Linked DNA regions of Mus musculus: all the other regions are linked to region 2. A link is a contact called in public HiChIP or PLAC-seq data. All regions are on one chromosome and are shown on one strand. Each heading gives the region's core, a stretch centred on a gene start, on an enhancer-like site or on the middle of the called end of the contact. The rest is flanking DNA. Distances are from core to core; before and after follow the strand shown. Region 1 overlaps Erc1 (ELKS/RAB6-interacting/CAST family member 1). Region 2 overlaps Wnt5b (wingless-type MMTV integration site family, member 5B). Region 3 overlaps Erc1 (ELKS/RAB6-interacting/CAST family member 1).

Region 1 (2,700 bases), core at 124-2,623, 250 kb after region 2:
TAGCTAAGAACCCGATGAACTTTAACACCACTTGCCAGGCAAGATACACCCCCCACCCCCGGTGCAATAGTGACACTACTGTTATGGGGACAACCAAGAACTCCATCATTAGTTTGGGGGCCCACTACACAATAAGTATTAACATTTCTAATGCTATAAACACAATTAAAACAACTAGGGTTTTAGTATTATTTAAGGGGTAACTTAGTGCTGGTCTTTAGCTAAGTTGAAATAGTGCCAAGCTGCTTTCTAAATATCTATAATTATACCCATGTATATTACTCTCTGTCTTAATCAGATAATGTTGTCTTTGGAATGAGAAATGGCAAAATGCAAAAGACTCATGGTTGCTCAAGATACTAAGAAAAGGTGATGGTTTAGTGCTCAGCCCTCAACAACATATACCACTCCCTCTCGGGCTAAGGGAGCATAACTGAAGAGAAGGTATTAAGAATGTAAGGGTGAGACATATGCAGGAAAAATGCTACCTTGCGGGCATGATGTAGTCATGATCTCATGTGGCTGACAGCAGTAGGCTTCCAGGAGATGGGACTGCTGTCAACAGTCAACTGGGAATTGTGGAGGGTCCTATGTGGTCCTAGTCCATCCTGCTATACTATGATCTACTGAATAGATTTCAGGTGAGTGGCAAACACTGTGGTCAGCACTGATGAGCTCAACATGTTCCACTCATTAACACCAAACCATGGTCACACAGCCCTGCTGTGCTGGTTTGTTTTTATTAACTTAACACAAGTTAAAAGCGTCTAGGAAGAAGAAATCTCAATTGAGAGATTGCCTCCATCAGGCTGTCTACAGTCTATGGAGTACTTTATTAACTAATTCTTGATGTGGCGAGGCTCACCCCATGTGGGCAGTGCCACCCTGGGCAGATGGTTGTATAATAAGCCATGGAGATCAACCATCCTTCCATAACCTCTGCCTCAGTTCCTGCCCTCATTGCTCATCATGGTGAACTGTAAGCTTTTCGAAATAAACCCTTTCCTCCTCATGTTGTTTGTGGCCAAGGTGTTTATCACAGCAACAGAATGTAAACTAAGACACCTGGCTTTAAACTCAGTGTCATACAAGAAACAAAAAACAACAGCAACAATTACAACAACAAAAGCTGAATTCAAGAAAGGGACTTGGGGGGCATGTAAAAAAAATGAAAATGGGAGAGAAGGTGACAGTAATCAAAATGTACAATATGTATTATGGAACTGTTAAAATAGCACAGACTTCAAAAATGATTCTAGTAACAAGCCAGGATGTTAATTCACTATCAAATGTCTAGCCTAATTGGAGTGACTGAAAACTACAGAATGGTATGAGCAAAGGGAAAGAGAAACAGCAAAGCGCAGTCTGCAGGAACCTTCTAGAAGCCACCCCACCCCCACCCCATCCCCGAGATCAAAGTCTTCCTCCTCCGTGTGCTGAAGCTTGATGTGCCAGTGTTCATTACTGGGGTGATTGGAAACGAGACAGCACATCTGACCAAATCTGTGGGTTAATCCCTGAACCACACTGTGATGGCACCGCTGAGGGGTCAGACTGAGAGGTGGGATCTCAGCAGAGGAAGCAGATCACTAAGGACACGATCTGAGATGAACACTTTGTCCTCGCTTCTATCTGCTGCTTTCCTGGTGGCCAGGATGTTCTGCCTCACTAAACACTAGAAGCATTGGAATCATCTAACCTTGGACTGTAACTTTTCAAACTACAAAGCTAAATAAATCTTTTCCTACTTCAGTACTGTTTATCTTAGGTATTTGGTTATAACTGCAATACCTTAAAACAATAAAAAATAAAAATAACTCTAAATTCTATATTGTCACTATAAATCCTTAACTTTAAAAAAAGAAAAAGAAAAAAAAAAGGCACTCAGAGCTATCTACAGTGTTCCTATGTAAAGAAAAACAATAATGGTAACTTTTTCTTCAACCTTTTTCAACTGTGACTCCATTTTTAGGCACTCTTCCTTCTTCTGCTCAAGAGCAATTTCTAGGGTCTTGAGCCGCGAGTCCTTTTTGAGTCCTGAGGAAGCCAGGGAAGAAGCATGCTCTTTGATATCCAAGAGAGAAGCCTAAAAGAAGCAAGGCATAGTTACAATAAATACTGTGAAATAAAATGTGGATTTAATTTTTTTAACATATATTCATAGTATTTGGACGTTTCCATTTCAAGAACATCCATGAACTATAAAACTTCCAGACACTGGCTTAGCTTTCAGATATCAGTTAAAAGCAGGTGGATCCTCAGTACTAATAAAGAGTCCTAAAAACGCCTGGGGATGAAACTCAGGTAAAGAGTTTGCCTAGTAGGCATTACGTCCTAGGTTCAATCTCCAGCTACACATAAACAAGGCACAGAACACACCTGTAGCTGCAGAACTCAGGAGGTAGAGGCAGGAGGATCAGAAGTTGAAGGCCAGCCTGAATTACAGGAGGCCCTGTCTCAAAAACAGAACAAGGCTCTAACCCACTGCACTTATTCTCCCAAGGTAAAGGGGAATGAGCTTTAAGAACAGAAGTAGCCAAACTCAGTAACTACACTGATTTGAGCATGCATGTTTTCCCTCTCTTAGCAGGAAGTTCTTGTAGAAACTTACTTCTACAAACTTTCTACAGTAATTAGACAGACCTACTGGATTTGTCATTACACAACATTGAACTTTGTAGCTACTTAAGTGATTCTGAT
Region 2 (2,700 bases), core at 170-2,669:
TTCTAAGCCATGCAAATGTATACAGGAGAGATCTGCTGGGGTGCATGGAAGCCCATACATTTTCTCATGTTCCTCAATGGTGACACACACTGAGTGCACGGGGATGTTCTTCTAGCCACCTCCTTAGACAGGACCTTTCCTCTGAGGAGCTTGCCCAGGGGAACAATCACATTCCGATGGCTCCCCAGAAACCAAGCTCAGTCAGTTCCCTGGAGCTCACATTAGCTTCCTCGGTAAAGTATAAGCGCCCCCACACCCCTGTGTGCTGATCTCCTACTGAGAATCCGCCTGGCAGGAGCAGGAACATCTTGGAGAGCTTGAGGCCAGCCTGTTCTACTATGCAAATTCCAGACCAGTCAAAGGTACATTGTAAGACCCTGTCTCAAAAAATGAAACAAAACAAAACAAAATAAACCACCTGCCTTCTGGAGTGCCTATGACCATCAGATGTGGCTCAGCAGAGACAGAAGGCAGAGAGGCCTGACCCAGAGAGGCCTCATGGAAGCTCAGAGGCCCTCAAGAGCTTCTGATGGGCTCTTCCGAGGGTGGCAACAGCAGGAAGTTTTGGGTTATCCCTGACAAATGAGGAGGAGCACCTCCCAGTGGCACTGTACTGGTGTCCCCTCCTCTTGTCATTAAGTCATGCCCCAAGACCTACTCTGCAGAGGGGACAGACACAGGACGGATGTGCGAGATTTCTTTTGCTCAACGCTAGCAGAACCCTGAGCCTTCAAAGCTAAAGTGGGACATGCCTGCAGGAGATCCGTCTTCCCGTTTTAATGACGCTTTTCTTTCCCTCCCTTGGGGCTTTGTTTATCTGTCCATATAAGCCCATGTAAAAATATTGTTCTTAGAGTCCAGCCCATCCACACGTGTTTGCTCAGACTTTTAAAGGCAAGCAGGGATGCATGTGCCGGAGATGGCTGAGGACGCATTTAGATCTTTCCCAGCTAGCTTAGGAGTAGCTTGTTTAGTCACTGCTAGCCAAAATTACTTTGGAAATACAGTGTTGAGTTCATAAAAGACAAAGAAGGAGGAGGAGGAAGAGGAAGAGGAGGAGGAGGAGGAGGAGAAGGAGAAAAGAAGAAGAAGAAGAAAAGAAGAAGAAGAAGAAAAGAAGAAGAAGAAGAAGAAGAAGAAGAAGAAGAAGAAGAAGAAGAAGAAGAAGAAGAAGAAGAAGAAGAAGAAGAAAAGGAGGAAGAGGAGGAGGAGGAGGAGGAGGAGGAGGAGGAGGAGGAGGAGGAGGGAGGAAAATCCCCTAACTTTTCCAATGCATTCCTACACCACCTCTCCATAGCACAGCGAGAACTGTCTTGGAACGGTTATATTACATAACTTATACAAGACCAGGCTGAAGCCTAGGCAGGGTTTCCAGGCAGGGCAAGGCAGCTTCTGCTGACAGTGCACTGGCAAGGCCACACCCCCAAAGCTTCCTGCTCACATCCAATTGTTCACGCAGGCACAGGCAAGAGGCAGGACTTCAAAGCATGCGGCTGTATGCTTTGTTTTTAAATTCCCTGAAGCTCCTGGATCAATGAGAAAGGCCCTGAAACCTCCTTCAGCTTTTTACAAAACTGGGTGGCCGTGTCCTCTGTCCCCACCCCCTCAGGTGCCTACCACGACACCAACTTTTAACTGGACACAGATTTTCATCTGACCCACCACTTTGCCAGTGTGGTCTTTGAGTGACCCACACTCGCCAGATATGCATTTGGGGAGAACAGTGTTCACCACCCACTTATCCCTAGACGTTTCTTCCTAAAAATGCAGTTGGATCTAAAGGTAGTTGGCAAAGTCTAGCCCCTCACGATGGAGGCTCCAAGCCTCCAGTGTCCTCAGGGACTGTAGCCTCCTAAATCCCAGTCTTCACCAGGCCACAATCAACCACTCAGTCTTCTGTGTCCCTCCACGCATGTGTTGTGTCTAGCTGGGAAACTATTCCCTCCCTGTCTGATTGGGGAACTTGCCTCTGAGGGCTGGCCCAAAGGAACTCCATAAAAGTGCCACTGGGTCATCCTGTGCCCCAGACGGTGTATGAGGCTACTCGCTGTTTTTGTGCTTCTGTCTCTGTGCAGAAGGTGCCCAGTCATCATGGGTGGTTATGCAGTGTCCATCTAAGACGTGTACCTCTGAGCTGGGAGGGGACAGCAGTGAACAAACCTTAGTGCCCGTTTCCTATGCTTGCAGCCTGGCAGGAAGAGAGAGTTATGGGTAATTCTTAGATGTGTGACAGTGTTTTGTTTTGGTGTGTGTGTGTGTGTGTGTGTGTGTGTGTGTGTGTGTGCTGGCGCATGTGCAGGCCAGCTGTTGACATCTGGTGTCTTCCTCAATTGCTCTCCACATTATTTTTTTGTGTTTGAGACAGGCTGGCCTCAAACTCACAAGAGATCCCCCTGCCTCTGTCTTGAAAGTGCTGAGACTAAAGGCACAGTGATCACACCCAACTCCACATTATTTTTAATTAACTACTTAATTAATTTTGAGATGGGCTATCTCACCAAACCTAGAGCTCACTGTCTCATCCTGACTGGCCAGCTGGCGAGCCCCCAGGATCTACCTGCATGTCTTCAGTGCAGGGGGACAGAGCAGGCTACTGCACGCACCTTTCTTTTTTTTCCTTTTTTAAAATTAGATATTTTCTTTATTTACATTTCAAATGTTATCCCTTTTTCTAGTTTCCCCTTCGAAAACCCCCTACCC
Region 3 (2,700 bases), core at 56-2,555, 210 kb after region 2:
TCAATTTACCAAAAGATTTTCATTTAATGAACACTATATTACATGACATTATAATGCTCTGAAAGTTCTGAATTCATACATACTTGTGTTTTACAAACCACTTCCTATTTCCACTGAGAACCAGCTGTTACCTGAGTCTTGCATGCTAGCTTTCCTTAGCTAAAATAGCAAGCAACAGGGGGCTAGGATGTTGAGACATATACTTTCCTACTCTTAGAGTAAAGATAATATTGATTTGTAGGTTTTATTTGTGCTTTCCAGCTATAATCTTTTAAAAATCAAGAACTAAGGAATGTAAACTACTTGAAAATAGCTATTCTAAGAATTTAAGTATATAACTGAAATTATGATATTCTGTTCAGATGAAGAGCTTTAGTAAATGCAGCATAAAAAACTAGCTGAATCAGAGAATACAATATTCTAAAATACTGCTTTGATAACTATTGCAAAATCATAGAAATATTACTATCCTCCAGGATGTTTAGTTACTAGAGTGACTGCAGTCCTCAGGCATGCAGTCAGAGGTCAGGCTGAAACTCCACTCATTCCCTCACTAATGAAATAGAATTATGTCACTTAGATGCTCACTTAATGCCACTGTTTTCCCAGGAGGTTGTCACTGCCAAAGCCATAACAGTACACAGACATACCTCCTGCGCCCAGGGAGTTCATATTCTACTAGAGAAATTAGTGGGTGTATTTTCAAGTAATATACCTATTATACATTACATAAATAGCTAAGAATAACAGGTTACAAAACAGAGGTAAGTGAAAGGAAATATTCAAAAGCTCTATAAAGACACATGCCTCAGACCTGAAAGGTCACAGAAGTTCTAGAGAAGTAGGCTACATCCTACTGTTACAAATAGGGATGCTGCTTCAAGTAGAGAGATCTAGTACTCTAAGAAATGAAACTATTCTGTACTGTTCTACGAGAGGACCAGTGAGTACAAAGGCTCGTTTTTCTGCCCAGATGTGCTGTTTAGATGATTAAACAATAGGGTGAACAAAGCACTTATCTCGGGAGTTGGCAGACAAAAGATAACCGGTAACTGTCAGTACCTTGTTTTAAGATTAAGCTGTACATTTTGTAAATCATATTTCAAGTAATGAATCACATATCTAGGGAGTAAATAAAGTTTAGTTCATAGAGGTGGAATATGATCTTACTAACATGCACGTCAGGCTAGCTGGACAAAAGTTGCAGGTGGAAGGCATTAACACAAAGTCAAAGAGAAGAGGGCGGGGCTGGGATGCTCAGAGCACCTGCAGTGCTAGCCTAGGGATCTGAGCTTCACCACAAGAACTGGGGTGCAAAACAAAGCTGGGAGGAGTCAGACGATCTGAATGCTGGGGCTCACTAGACAGTAACCCTAACTAAGTCAGACGCTTCTAAGAGATGGCATCAAGTCAAAATTAATAAAGAGACAATGCCATTAATTATGAATAAAGTGATCAGTCAAAAAGTTAGGACAATTATAAACTTATATGCTCCAGGCATTGATATAGCCAATCTTATAAATACTGTCAGACACTCAGGGACACAACAGCACTAAAGACTATGACTGAGCTACCACAGCTATAAATGGACTCTATGAGGTACCTACTATAGTATATATGCCCTGAAGTGGGCACTTCTTTTACAGTTTGATTTCCTTAGTTCCCAGTAACAGCAGCTTCTCAGGAGGGAGGCTAGCCCATGGGATTCCTACATCTATGCCACTGAACTTACCTAGTGTCTTGGACTAGGTGTGTGGCCATTTGACATGTGCTAAGTCACCTGAGAAGAGTAACCCTCAACAGAAAATCAGTCCAATTTGCATTTCCTTATTTGATATTGAAGGCCCCAGCCACCTGGGCATTTGAACCTGGGGTGCTATATATAACAAAGCAGGCTGAGCAAGCCAGCTGAATGGAAGCTAGTAAGCAGCACTCCTCCAGGCCCCTGCATGGAGGGGCCTCCTGCCTCCAGATCCCTACCCCATCTGAGTTCCTGACCTGCAGTCCCTCACTGATGGACTGGGATGCAAACGGAAATAAACCCTTTCTTACCCAAGCTACTTTTAGTTATTGTGTTTTATCATAGAAATTGAAACCTAAGACACCTAGATAGTATTTATCATTCTCTCACATAAACAAGGGCTACAAGGAATAGGGTGCTACAAAAATTAAGTATTATGGTATCTGTGGTAGGTGGATTTAAAACCTCAAGTCAAATTTTCAAGCTGTAAACCAAGATTACGGCGTTCATTTACTAAAACTGTTCCTTCAATTTACAGCTCCCATCTTCACTTATTCTTCATCTAATAGAGTCAAAAGCAAGCATACAGAGACCTGGGAGAGAAGTGGAAGCAAGTGAAACAAAGGCCATGGCCAGCAATAGCAGAACCTCTCAAGGGCCGTGTGGCAGTGGAGTGCCACCGCACCTATACACATGCTGATCAGAGCTGCTATCACCTCTACAACTGCAAAGGCTCCTTGAAAAATGATATAAAATAAAGTATTTTCTAATTGAGACATGTTTATGTTCTCATTCACATCCAAGCTGGGGTTTTGCAGTCATGTAAAGAACATACATGTTGCATGTTTTGTCAGTCACACTTCACTAGCTTTTACTACATGAATATATATGAAGCATTCCTAAATGATTACTGCAGAGACCTCACGTTACCATGAGCCGATCCTTGCACAGTTATATTT

Evidence for each region. HiChIP or PLAC-seq counts read pairs in DNA pulled down with a chosen protein or histone mark.
Region 1: a contact with region 2 is called in an H3K27ac HiChIP or PLAC-seq map of regulatory T cells, with 3 times the contacts expected there. The contact joins two enhancer-like sites. A contact is called at or near these places in 1 of 15 datasets of contacts at CTCF or cohesin (large pre-B cells), 33 of 484 Hi-C or Micro-C datasets (CD4 T cells, CD4 single positive thymocytes, CD8 T cells and 21 more), 9 of 115 datasets of contacts at active chromatin or transcription factors (CD4 single positive thymocytes, DN3 thymocytes, T-cell acute lymphoblastic leukemia and 6 more) and 3 of 9 other capture datasets (adipose tissue, liver and pancreatic islet).
Region 3: a contact with region 2 is called in an H3K27ac HiChIP or PLAC-seq map of double positive thymocytes, with 4 times the contacts expected there. The contact joins two enhancer-like sites. A contact is called at or near these places in 2 of 15 datasets of contacts at CTCF or cohesin (large pre-B cells and pro-B cells), 68 of 484 Hi-C or Micro-C datasets (the 63-12 cell line, the AML12 cell line, B cells and 42 more) and 9 of 115 datasets of contacts at active chromatin or transcription factors (the 230-238 cell line, T-cell acute lymphoblastic leukemia, astrocytes and 6 more).

What each region holds. Positions count from the first base shown.
Region 1 is chr6:119,747,893-119,750,592 of GRCm38.p6, forward strand. It overlaps Erc1 (ELKS/RAB6-interacting/CAST family member 1), which reads right to left. Exons shown (of 21, transcript NM_053204.2): 12 at 1,946-2,086. Among named protein-coding and RNA genes, the nearest start is that of Erc1, 99 kb to the right of the region's middle. Within about 2 kb of position 1,374, at least 16 of the 459 cell types and tissues checked have an H3K27ac peak or open chromatin away from gene starts, as enhancers often do. A contact at or near this core is called in T-cell acute lymphoblastic leukemia, double positive thymocytes, memory CD8 T cells and 1 more, where this site is marked.
Region 2 is chr6:119,498,077-119,500,776 of GRCm38.p6, forward strand. The region is part of intron 1 of Wnt5b (wingless-type MMTV integration site family, member 5B); the gene reads right to left. Among named protein-coding and RNA genes, the nearest start is that of Gm30690, 19 kb to the right of the region's middle. Within about 2 kb of position 1,420, at least 83 of the 459 cell types and tissues checked have an H3K27ac peak or open chromatin away from gene starts, as enhancers often do. A contact at or near this core is called in the P5424 cell line, T-cell acute lymphoblastic leukemia, double positive thymocytes and 2 more, where this site is marked.
Region 3 is chr6:119,710,831-119,713,530 of GRCm38.p6, forward strand. The region is part of intron 16 of Erc1 (ELKS/RAB6-interacting/CAST family member 1); the gene reads right to left. Among named protein-coding and RNA genes, the nearest start is that of Erc1, 140 kb to the right of the region's middle. Within about 2 kb of position 1,306, at least 20 of the 459 cell types and tissues checked have an H3K27ac peak or open chromatin away from gene starts, as enhancers often do. A contact at or near this core is called in the P5424 cell line, T-cell acute lymphoblastic leukemia and double positive thymocytes, where this site is marked.